Regions from separate parts of the Mus musculus genome. Here all the other regions are linked to region 3. A link is a contact called in public HiChIP or PLAC-seq data. All regions are on one chromosome and are shown on one strand. The core of a region is the stretch at or near the end of the contact, and the rest is flanking DNA. Distances in the headings are between cores, read along the strand shown.

Region 1 (2,700 bases), core at 182-2,681, 350 kb before region 3:
CCACCACACCCAGAAAAACCTCTCATTAGTACACTCCAGTCTCACTTCATACTGGTTAGTCCTGAAGTTCTTCTCTGTGGCATGGTCACGCATCCCAGCGTCACCTGAGTAGAGGTCTATGCAGAAGCTCTTCAGGCTGCTCCAGGGAGCAGTAAAGGCTGCATCTCCTAGCCTTGCCGATGCTACCACAGAGGCTCAGAGTGTTCCCGGACAGCGAGGGTTTTCACTAACTCTGATTGCAAAATGGAAGATGCTTGCTAAGCATCCCAGGGAGTGAGAGCTACAGTGCTCAGAGGTGGGTGGACCACATAGGGTTGAGAGACATATTTTGATTTCTCCCGACAGCGTCTGAAAGAACTATTTTAGAACTCTGACGCCAAGTCCAAGGAAGACCGTCTGCAACCTGGCTGCACAGAATTTCCATTCTGTTACTGGAACTCGGTGTCCAGACTGGACATTTCTAGCCTCTGGGTAACATAATCAAGGAATTAAGATAAAGGTTCACACTGCTTGCAAAGTAACAAGGAAACTTTACTCAGACGGATCAGGTATGCTGTCAGGAGGGATGATGGGCGGATGACTGCTCCAGGCTGGGCCACTGAGGTGAGTCAGAAGATAAAACTGCTAGTTAATCAAGCCCTGCAGTGTGAATTCGATCCCCTGAACCTACGTAAAGGTCAAAGGGTAAAACAAGCTCACGAAAGTCGTCTCTGGCCGACACTCCCTGAACTCCAACCCATGTGCATCACAATACACACGGTAACAGTAATTATTAATTTAAAAAAACAAAACTTGAAAACAGTACTGAAGGGCTCTAGTTATGGGTTTAAGAGGAGAAGGGGCTTGTTGCTAAGGGGGATAACTGGAAAGGTTCTATTTTGATTGACAGGTTTGGGTTATATGACTCTTTTTCTACTGCAAATGTTCCTTCCCATGCTACATCTGTTCATCCAATTACGCATAGGTATAAGGTTATAGAGGTTTTTAACTAAAAGCTCCTTCCGAGGAAAGTCTACCTTACTGAGCATGCAGCCCAGAGAAGTCAGATCAGCCCCTTCATTCCCATGCCTTGATAGGGAAGTTGTCCCATGGTTGTTTTGTTTTGTTTTGTTTCAGAATGAACATTGTTACAAGTGTACATACAGCACAAACCAAGTGGAGTTCCAGGTTGCTAAATTATTCCCTAAGCTTACCTGCTTACGGATTCAACTACTAACACACTATAATTTTTGTTAAGATTCGTAGTAATTGGGAGACTTGATTCTATTCATGTATTTGTTGTTGTTGTTTTAAAACATGCACACACATTTTATTATGTCTGGCTGGAGAGGGTATGTGTGTGAAAATCAGAGGACGACTTTCAGGAGTCACTTCTTTCCTTCCACCACGTAGGCCCAGGGCTTACATCAGACTATTTGACTTGGCAGGGAGTGCCCTGACCCAGTGACCCTCCACCCCCACCCCCGCACTGGCCCCCTTTCCTTCTACCTGACTGGAACTGTGGTTTAAAACTCCAGTACACCTGGATTCAAAGCTCAAACAGCAGTGTTGGGGAGGGCCCAGGTCTCTCGTACTTGAAGTCAGCTGCTAGATTGAACCGTTCAGAAACCCACGCGTACTCTGGGAACTCCAGCTCAGTGAGCCTGTTCAGCCCTGCTTCCAGCTAAAGCAGCAGCAGCAGGTGAGGGCATTGTCTGGAGACATTCCACTCCCCAGCCTCCAGGGAGTTCCGGCAGCTCCAGTTTCTCCCATCCATCTCGGATCAGGAAGAAATGTTAGATCAGTGGTTTTCAGTTATGACCACGCAATGGAATTTCCGAGGTAGCTTTTAAGAAACACCTATGCCAGGCTCTGCCTCGCTCACGGAAATGACGGTCTTTGGATTGATATTTAGGTGTCGTGCTGTTTGCTGCAGTCTAGAATGGAACCTCAGGCCCCATGCACCTTAAGAACAGTCACACTCTATCACTGAACAAGCCACACCCCCATGCCCTGCACACCAGTACTGGTGGGGAGGGAGTCCTGTTTGTTTTATGGTACCTTTTTGTTTGTCTTAAAGACACAGTTTCATACAGTCTCGGCTGACCTCAACCTTAAAATGTACCAAGAACGACCTCAGAGAGACCAAGCCGATGTCTTGCCTCTGCCTCTGCAGGGGTGAGATAACACACACTTCTGCTGGAAATGGATATGTTCTGTGTCAGGGGAGAAACCCACAGACGAGGGGACGGTAACCTGGCATGGCATACGCCGAGAAGCAAGCACACTGGGGCTGGAGCTTACTTAGTTCAATCTAATGACATCTGTGGCTGTGTCTCGGGCACCGGTGGGAGCTTCGTTATGCAGTTTGTTAAGCATTCACCATGGTAAAGGCTGGGATAGAGAAGGTGTAGCGTTCAGTAGTAAAAGTGCTTCCCTACCATGCCTCGGGCTCTTGGTTCTATTGCATCGCTACCATGCCTCGGGCTCTTGGTTCAATGCCTCGTGACACGGGGGGGGGGGGGGGGGGGGGGGGGGGGATGGGGACACAGGAAGTGGGGGGGGGAGGGAAGGAAGGGAGAAGGGAGAGGGAGAAAGAGAGAGAGAGACAGACAGACAGACACATACACACACACAAATACAGACACATGCATGCATACACACAGTAAACACCACAATAAACACGCTTGGATAAAACAGAGTGTTGTTCTGTGGTTGCTC
Region 2 (2,700 bases), core at 174-2,673, 310 kb after region 3:
GCGCATAAAGGAGTTTGTCAGCAGTCACCTCCCCATTCCCTGCATGCTGTGGATGCGCCACACCTCCTCCTCGCCTCTGCAGGTCCAGCTCCTAGAGCCCTAGTAACAGGGCTTCCCCCCTAACCCTGTTGAGGCTCAGGCTGTGGGTCGCTGAATTAGCTGTTTTAGGTGGAGTCATAGTAAGCTCTTTCTTACCTTTCCTGTGTGTGAGGAGGACATTTGGAGTGTTTTTAGGATGCTGAGAATCTTGGAAGCATCTCACCTGACAGGACATGGCAAGTTGTACCTAAGCAGGGGGCAGAACCAGAGCTACCTCTCCAGTGTTTTCTCAGGCACGTGAGGCCCATGGGGGCTCTCTGATCTCTCGAGCATCAGCAAGTCTCAGAAGTGATTGTCTTTTGTACTCTTCCAGGTCCCTCCTACCCTCATACTTTCCCCCATTCTACACTGTGCTTATTAAATGACAAAGACTCTTCTAAGAAGCCAAATTCGGCCATATTAATAGCTAGAAACATTGCAGAATGAAACATCTAGAACTGCAGTGGAAGACGAGAGCATCAGCTCTCCGAGAGCCTTCTGGTCCTCTCTGCGTGGTGATTGTGTAGGATGCGGGGTGGTGATTTTCATGTTTCTCTTCAGTCAGAGGCAACAGTTGATGTCTCTGCCGAACTGTTCTTCGGCTGACATGGTTTTAATAACGCTTTAAAATTTCTGCTACAGAGCTTGGAGTAGAGTCTTACCAGTTTCAAATGTTGGCTGCAGCTTAAAAATGTGATTCTTTTCAGTGTAATAAGTTCACAAGCTAAGTTTTCAAAGAGAATTTTGCTTCACATTATGCTTCTTGTCTATTTGGGATCAGAAATATGCCTTTTCAATCATGGGATTGTCAAACAATAAAGCTATTTCTTAATCTATTTTGGGGAATTTTCTTTTTAATTTAAAATCTTAAAAATGAGGTTGTCCTGCCTGAGACACTTTGCAGCTTTTGGTTCTAGTTATATTTTAAACTTTTCACCTTCCCAGTCTTCTGACCTTCTATGTTTATCATTGATCCTAGCTATCTACGTGTCTGTCTGTCTGTCTGTTTGTCTGTCTGTCTCTGTCTCTCCCTCTCCCTCCCCTTCCCCCTCCCCCCTCCCTCTCATTACTGACAAATGTAACTTTTACCTTGCAGGTAAGTACCTTCCAATATGTACCTTCCTCCTTTGGGAGATGTTTAAAGTGTCTATGTGGCCATGTGTGTGTGTGTGCTTTTATTTCCTTCTTTTCTCCCTGGGATAGATTATTTGTTTCAAATTGATGAAAAATCATATGATAAAACCCCCTCCACTCAGTAGACGCTGGCGGCTGCCTTGCTTGGCCTGGGTGCAGCTTGGTCGAAGGGAGCTACTGATGTCATTTTCTAATCTCAGAGCATTGTGTGCTGTTGAGCTCATCCTGATCCCTTTTCGCTCTCGAGTGAAACAAAGAAGCTCACATCCACTGCTCTCCAGCTGAAGACATGGCTCATGGCTGGTATCTTTTGTGTGTGTGTGTGTGTGTGTGTGTGTGTGTGTGTGTGTGTTTTCTGGAGGAGGTAGCACACTTAGACTTTCCTCCCATTTCTTCTGGGTGTACGATTCTATGAAGATTTTTAGATGATGACTTTGTAAAGTCTAGTAACGAGGGAACATTTCCTAGGCCTGATTAATCATTAATGATAATCAAGACATCTTCATCTCTATACTTGGCTTCCAGTCATACATTAATTGCAAAGAAGCTTCTAATTTGTTGTCTATGTGTTTAGCTTTCAAGGAACTTAGAGAAAACAAAAGTGCTTTGTCTGGTGTGTCCAGATTGAAGTGGTAGCTTTTAAAACTCTGCCTTTAGAGATCTCAGTGATCCATTGCTGGAAGCCAGGTCTAAACTACCACCAATCACCTCTTCCATTTGTGACAAACAGTGTTGCAATCAGACCTATGTAACCCGGATCCTTTTTTTAAACTAACTTTCTCACATGATTAAACATACATTAAAAAAGAAAAAAAAACTTTAATTGAAAATTTTACAGTTGAAATGATTTTTCATCTTACAGGTTACATACAAATGTTTTTAGACAGTGGAAAGTGCTTAAATAAAAACCAACTGTGCCCAGTCTTTTATGCCATTTCCTAAGTGCAGGATGGTGTGTGGAAGCCATGCTTCCTCAGCATCAGGAGTTCTGTGTCCTCTCTTTTCTCCCTTCCTTGCCCACTGCCCCTCTTGTCCTGTCTGGGTCTAGTGTGGTGTCATAGTTGTACTTCTGGCCTGTACCTGTGGACACAGGCCATAGCTACGACCAGTCAAGCTTTGTAAGCCAGTGGGAAGGTGATTGGCATCTGCACCATGGTAACTGAAGGTAACCATGTCACCTCCTCTGAGGAAGTGAACTTTGAGTGTTTTCAGTTGCAAGAGTCACCTCTGTGACTGGAGAATGCAGAGTGAAGAGAGGAGGAGGAGCTGACAGCAGCCTTCGTAACATAACCCATCACACGTCATCTACAAAGGTCCCCATTCCCATTTTCCATTTTCTGGGCTCACTTTTTAGGCAAAGCTCCAAGATCCCCAGCCAACAGTTATGTAACTGGCTTCCGAGGCCTGGCAGAGGCTGGGCTAAATGCTAAAGAAGCCGGGGAGCTCAGATCTATGTAGCAGAGAGGTCAAGTCTCATATTAAACATTG
Region 3 (2,700 bases), core at 25-2,524:
CTCTTCAATGGCTTCCTGTCTAGACCTTTTTTTTTTTTGGGTGGAGGGAGAAGGGTTGTCACAAAAACCTTTGGTGGAGGACTAGCAGCAGAATATCCATTTTTTTGTTTGTTTGTTTTGTTTTGTTTTTTTGTTTTTTGAGACAGGGTTTCTCTGTGTAGCCCTGGCTGTCCTGGAACTCACTTTGTAGACCAGGCTGGCCTCAAACTCAGAAATCCGCCTGCCTCTGCCTCCCGAGTGCTGGGATTAAAGGCGTGCGCCACCACGCCCGGCTTGCATTTTTTAAAGGTTGGTCTATCTCACCTACCTTTGCCCTGTACTGTTCACTGTTTTAACCACCTCCAGAACACCCGCTAGGATTATAATCTTAGCAAATATTTGGCACATAATAGATGTTGAATAAAAACATGCTAAGCTAGGCTAGATACATATCCTAGTGTTAGAACACTTGTCTAGAATGTATAAAGGCCCTGGGTTCCAATCTTAGCATACACACTCAAAGTGTTGTGTGTCTCCAGTTAGTCTTGAATTTCCTTTTGTCTTAACCCTGACTACGATTCTATCACACTGGAAACACTCAAGTGTCCAGTTTAACCTCAGTGGATGAAAGGGGCAGGAGCCTTCTTTGGTCTTCACTCCATTGGTTTCAAGGGAACCAAGGCTCATTTGATGCCTGTGGCCCTAATCTTAATCTAGCCTAGGGATTATCAACTTGTGGGTTGAGACCCCTTTGGGGGTGTGTGTCACATATCAGAAGTTTATATTACAGTTCATAACAGTAAACAGTAGAAAAATTGCAGCTATGAAGTAGCAATGAAAATAATTTTATGGCTGGGGGGGGGGTCACCACATCATGAGGAACTAAAGGGTCACAGCATAAGGAAGGTTGAGACCGCTGATCTAATCCAAAATTGCCCTCCTGAGCCACGTGCAGGCCTTCTGAGGCTGAGGAAAGTCCTTCACCTTCCTGGGCACCAAAGTACAAAGACGGACCCTCAGGCCCAGCAGAAAATCCCAGAAGACTGCATGGCAAAGCCTTCCAAGGGCTCAAAACAACAGCAACAACAATAACAACAAAGCACCCATAAGCAATATAGCTTTGTGGCATGGTGGATGTTACAGGAGACAGTAGTCTATGAAGGTGCAAAGTGCTCTTGTACAGAGACTGGTGGGATCCAGGCCCAGTCAATCCCCTCCTCCACAGTGTCTGCTAGAGGCCCTGGGCCTCTCCTGACTTGGCCCACCCCTGATCTGCAAGTGTTTAGACAGGTCCCCTGAGCTCACAGACTGCCACGTAAACGGTTGTGCATGCATGCACTTAAGACGCATGCACACATCACGGCTGGGGAAATCCCCACAGCTGGCTCTCTCACGTGACAAAGCTTTATCCAGAAAGCAGCAGCCTAGTTGCCTGCAGGACAGGGGTGGGGTGGGGCTCGAGTTAACCCTTCCATACCACAGCGCAGGCTGAACTTCCCACAGGGAGAATGGAGTGAAGTCCAGGTCTCCGGGATTCTCTCTCAGGCACTGTGATCCTCGCTCACTGGGGACAGACTACTTCTCAGGGCCCCGCCCAGGCTTCCCTGTGCTAGCACAAGGCTGTTCTCTATCCTGTTAGTGTGCTCCCTCATCAACTCTGAGAAGTTCTGCTTCCTGGAGCCTCATCCCCAGAGGGGGGTCACAGGCACAGCCCTAGGGAGCATGTCCCGATGCCAGATGCCTAGGTGGGGTCCTACAGCCAGGAATTCAGCCAGAATTCTTGCCCTCCTTCCATGGGTGTGAACAAATGCCTCTGAGAAACTGCTCCAGGGCCCTCCCGGGTCCTCCTCTAACAAGAAGGCTGGAGGAGGCCCCTGGAACACGTTTTCTCCTGTTCAGACACACTGTATCTATTAGCCGGTGTGATCTGTATCATGTCTCTCACACAGTACTCCCAGATATGGAGAAGCCAGATGCCCAGTTTACTTTCTATGTTTCCTTACTGAGATACCATGTAGCCCAGGCTGGCCTCAAACTCATGACCCAGGCATCCCAGTCCCCCAGATGATAGGATTTTTTTTTAATAGCCCCACCCCTGAAGCCTAGAAACACTATCTCAGTGTAGTCCAGACTAGCCTGAAACTCCCTAAGTAGCCGAGCATGACCCAAACTCCTGATCCTCAAATGCTCAAACTCATGGCCAGTGTGTTGACAAGTTTTTATATCAACTTGACATGAGCTGGGGTCATCTGGGAAAGAGTCTTAATCGAGAAAATATTTGACTGATGATTGATGTAGGAGATTACAGGCCACTGTGGGTGGCGCTAACTCCTACGCAGTAGTCCTGGATGGTATAGGAAAGCAGGCTGGCTGAGCATGAGCAACAAGCCAGTAAGCAGTGTTCTCATGCCCTCTGCTTCAGTTTCTCTGCCTCAGGTTCCTGCCCTGACTTCCCCTAGATGGAGTGTGGCCTGGGAGATGAAAGATGGAACAAACCCTTTCCTTTCTAAGTTGCTTTCTGTCGTGGTGTTTTATCAGCAACATCACTGGACAACTTAGCTAGGGTATGTCTTAAAACATAAAATAAAGTTTTTTTTTTTTTTTTTTTTGGTTTTTTCGAGACAGGGTTTCTCTGTATAGCCCTGGCTATCCTGGAGCTCACTTTGTAGACCAGGCTGGCCTCGAACTCAGAAATCCACCTGCCTCTGCCTCCCGAGTGCT
Region 4 (2,700 bases), core at 40-2,539, 510 kb after region 3:
TCCCAGCAGCCAAATGGTGGCTCACAACCATCGGTAATGAGATCTGATGCCCTCTTCTGTTGTGTCTGAAGACAGCAACAGTGTACGTATATACGCATATACACATATACATAATAATAAATAAATAAATCTCTCTATATATATAAAAGAAATGCAAAGATCAATAGGTCTCTGGCCTGTGACATGGCTCACTAGGTTGAAAGGAAATTGTAGAAAACAGTGTATCCAGGGTTCTTTTCTCTTGACTGTTTTTTGAAAAACTAAACTCAAAATCACTTAAAAAAATCAACTAAACAAATTTAAAACCGCTTTGAGTAAGACAGCACACTCTATAGTTGTAAGCCACGTACGTGACTTGCTTATAGTTTACACACATGAAGAATGCACGGCTCTGTTTTAGACCTAAAAATCCACATAAGGACAAGGAAGACACGAGGGCAAAGGAGTTAGAACGTGAGAGGTCCATTTTAGGAGAGGATTGTGTGGTAGGTATATGGTGGAAGGAAAGTCTGAGATAAGGAAAATTCCATTTTATTTAAATATTAAAGATATGTTTGAAAGTGGAGGAAAGAGAGTGAAGGGCACATGTTTTCCGAGTCTGTCCCCCATCTCCTCCCATGACACAGAACAGCAGTGACAGGGGACCCTGAACTGTAAGCCATCCTTCAGAACGTGGAGGGACAGAAAAGTTAGCTCTTCCAGATGTCTAAGGCCCAGCAACTGCGCACAGGAATCCGGAGTGAGAAGGAAGGAGTTAGAAGGGAGGGAATCGCCTAAGAGGACGCTGATGAAGAGGAGGGCTGAATGGGTTTGCAGGAGCTCTGGGGTTGAGTACCACCGAGGCAGGAAGAGGATGCAAAAACAGAAGGTGGGGGAGAGGAATACCGGGCACACAAGTGAGGGTCCCTTAGCAGGAGAGCAATGTGGTGAGGTGGGAAACTGAGGGCCGGTTGGTCATTTGGTCAGGAGACCGACCGAGGGGTCCAACTGAAGAGGCTGCACAGGGTCGGAGCCGGGGGTGGGGAGGAGTTGCGGGGGTGGGGGTGGGGAGTGAGAAGCAGAGCGAGTTTGCTTGGAGGATTCGAGGGGCAGGGGTCCTGGCAGGGTTTCCCCCTCCAGCCCCTTGCGGCCGCGATGCCGCACCTCACCGACAGGGAGGATCCGGAGTAGTGGGCAGAGGCAGAGGCAGGGGCTGAGGCTGAGGCAGAGGCAGTGGCAGAGGCAGTGACGTCGTCGCGCTCCGGGTCTTGCGACATGCCGACTCCCAGCGCACCCGGGGCTGCGGCCGTTACTCCTTGGCCCGGCCGGGTCAGGCTAAGAAGCCCGCGAAGATGCCACTGTTTACACCTGTATCCTGGAGACCGGGAACCCCGCGCCCATTGGCTGGCGGGCGCCGCCTATGGGCGAGCGGCGAGCGAAGCCGAGCGGTGGGACCCTGGGTCGTGGATGCTGGAGTGCTTCTGCCTCAGCAAATAGTTTCAGTATTAATAAGTGTCAAGACGGTTATTAATTCTGCATGCTGCCATGCTACTCCTATCTATACGCCGGAAATATTTCATTTATTTCCCTGCACCGGTTAAGCCTGCTCGGAACCCAGTGAGCAGAAAGCCAAGTCAGAATCCAAAGGGTGAGGGGCACAATGGCTGCCTAACAACCCTTCAGGTGTCTCCTCTGTGAGCGCAAGGAGGCAGACTGAAGTAATCTGGTGGGTGATAGGCTATGCTCTTCTCTCCTAGCCCCTTGCCTCTGTCCTGTCTAATCCTTTTTCTTCCCTGAGTTTCTCTTCCCCTTTTCCAGTTCCTTCCTTCCCACCTGGCCAAAAAAAAAAAAAAAAAAAAAAAAAAGTTGGGCTCCCCATTCCCTCCCCGCTCCCACCAGCCTCTCCCTCCTTCTCCTCCTCCCCCTCCTCCTTCCCTCCTCCTCCTCCCCCTCCTCCTCCCCCTCCTCCTCCTCTCTCTCTCTCCCTCTCTCTCTGCCTTTACTACTCTATTAACTCCCCTTCCCATGGCCTGAATAAACTCTATTCTATACAAGAAGAAGAAGAAGAAGAGGAGGAGGAGGAGGAGGAGGAGGAGGAGGAGGAGAAAAGAAGAAGAAGAAGAAGAAGAAGAAGAAGAAGAAGAAGAAGAAGAAGAAGAAGAAGAAGAAGAAGAAGAGAAACAGGATGAAAGAAAGAAAGAAAGAAAGAAAGAAAGAAAGAAAAAGAAAGAAAGGAAATAATATGTTGGAAATGGCTGAGCCTGGTCTAGGGAATGTTCACTCCATCACTGTAACTGTTACAGTGGCAGGGCAGGGCTTCACCAATGAAAATGTTACAGCTTTGATAGGAAAGGTATCCTGGCAATTGGGAACCAAGCAATACCACCTTGTCACACTTTACAACAAACCTCACCCAAGAGATTTATTGGGAGGGGAAACCCAGGAGGGTGGATGCAATGCTTGGACTAGAAGCAGCTGTCAACTGAGCATAAGGTAGGGTTTTTATGTAGGGTTTCATGGCTGCTGGGCTTTCCAGGGTGGCCTGGGATTGGTGGAATTTTTTTTTTTTTTTTGTCTGATATTGTGGCAAGCTTAGGGATTGGTGGGATTCTTTTTCTTGGCCTTGGTCTTGGGGTCAAGTCAGGGTCATAGTGTTCTTTCTATTGCCCTTTTTACCCTACAGTAATGAACTATGGATGTGTTCAAGTAGGTTAAAGAAAG

Evidence for each region. HiChIP or PLAC-seq counts read pairs in DNA pulled down with a chosen protein or histone mark.
Region 1: an H3K27ac HiChIP or PLAC-seq map of extraembryonic endoderm stem cells shows a contact between it and region 3. The contact joins two enhancer-like sites. A contact is called at or near these places in 2 of 115 datasets of contacts at active chromatin or transcription factors (extraembryonic endoderm stem cells and pancreatic cancer cells).
Region 2: a contact with region 3 is called in an H3K27ac HiChIP or PLAC-seq map of extraembryonic endoderm stem cells. The contact joins two enhancer-like sites. A contact is called at or near these places in 2 of 484 Hi-C or Micro-C datasets (embryonic stem cells and trophoblast stem cells), 4 of 115 datasets of contacts at active chromatin or transcription factors (extraembryonic endoderm stem cells, large pre-B cells, pancreatic cancer cells and 1 more) and 2 of 9 other capture datasets (adipose tissue and liver).
Region 4: a contact with region 3 is called in an H3K4me3 HiChIP or PLAC-seq map of embryonic basal ganglia, with 4 times the contacts expected there. The contact joins the promoter of Cfap43 here to the enhancer-like site in region 3. A contact is called at or near these places in 1 of 39 promoter capture datasets (embryonic stem cells), 2 of 484 Hi-C or Micro-C datasets (embryonic stem cells and myeloid progenitors), 3 of 115 datasets of contacts at active chromatin or transcription factors (astrocytes, embryonic basal ganglia and neural tube) and 1 of 9 other capture datasets (liver).

Annotation. Positions count from the first base shown.
Region 1 is chr19:46,981,975-46,984,674 of GRCm38.p6, forward strand. It overlaps a transcript of Nt5c2 not described here. Among named protein-coding and RNA genes, the nearest start is that of Nt5c2, 21 kb to the left of the region's middle. Within about 2 kb of position 1,432, at least 110 of the 459 cell types and tissues checked have an H3K27ac peak or open chromatin away from gene starts, as enhancers often do. A contact at or near this core is called in extraembryonic endoderm stem cells and pancreatic cancer cells, where this site is marked.
Region 2 is chr19:47,644,333-47,647,032 of GRCm38.p6, forward strand. Slk (STE20-like kinase) reads left to right here. Exons shown (of 18, transcript NM_001164639.1): 18 at 1-914. Col17a1 (collagen, type XVII, alpha 1) reads right to left here. Exons shown (of 54, transcript NM_001290825.1): 54 at 2,009-2,700. Among named protein-coding and RNA genes, the nearest start is that of Gm16068, 38 kb to the left of the region's middle. Within about 2 kb of position 1,424, at least 45 of the 459 cell types and tissues checked have an H3K27ac peak or open chromatin away from gene starts, as enhancers often do. A contact at or near this core is called in extraembryonic endoderm stem cells and liver, where this site is marked.
Region 3 is chr19:47,329,532-47,332,231 of GRCm38.p6, forward strand. The region is part of intron 6 of Sh3pxd2a (SH3 and PX domains 2A); the gene reads right to left. Among named protein-coding and RNA genes, the nearest start is that of Gm29834, 44 kb to the left of the region's middle. Within about 2 kb of position 1,275, at least 223 of the 459 cell types and tissues checked have an H3K27ac peak or open chromatin away from gene starts, as enhancers often do. A contact at or near this core is called in embryonic basal ganglia, embryonic stem cells, extraembryonic endoderm stem cells and 2 more, where this site is marked.
Region 4 is chr19:47,836,072-47,838,771 of GRCm38.p6, forward strand. Cfap43 (cilia and flagella associated protein 43) reads right to left here and starts at 1,290. Exons shown (of 38, transcript NM_027559.2): 1 at 1,144-1,290. The coding sequence starts at 1,256.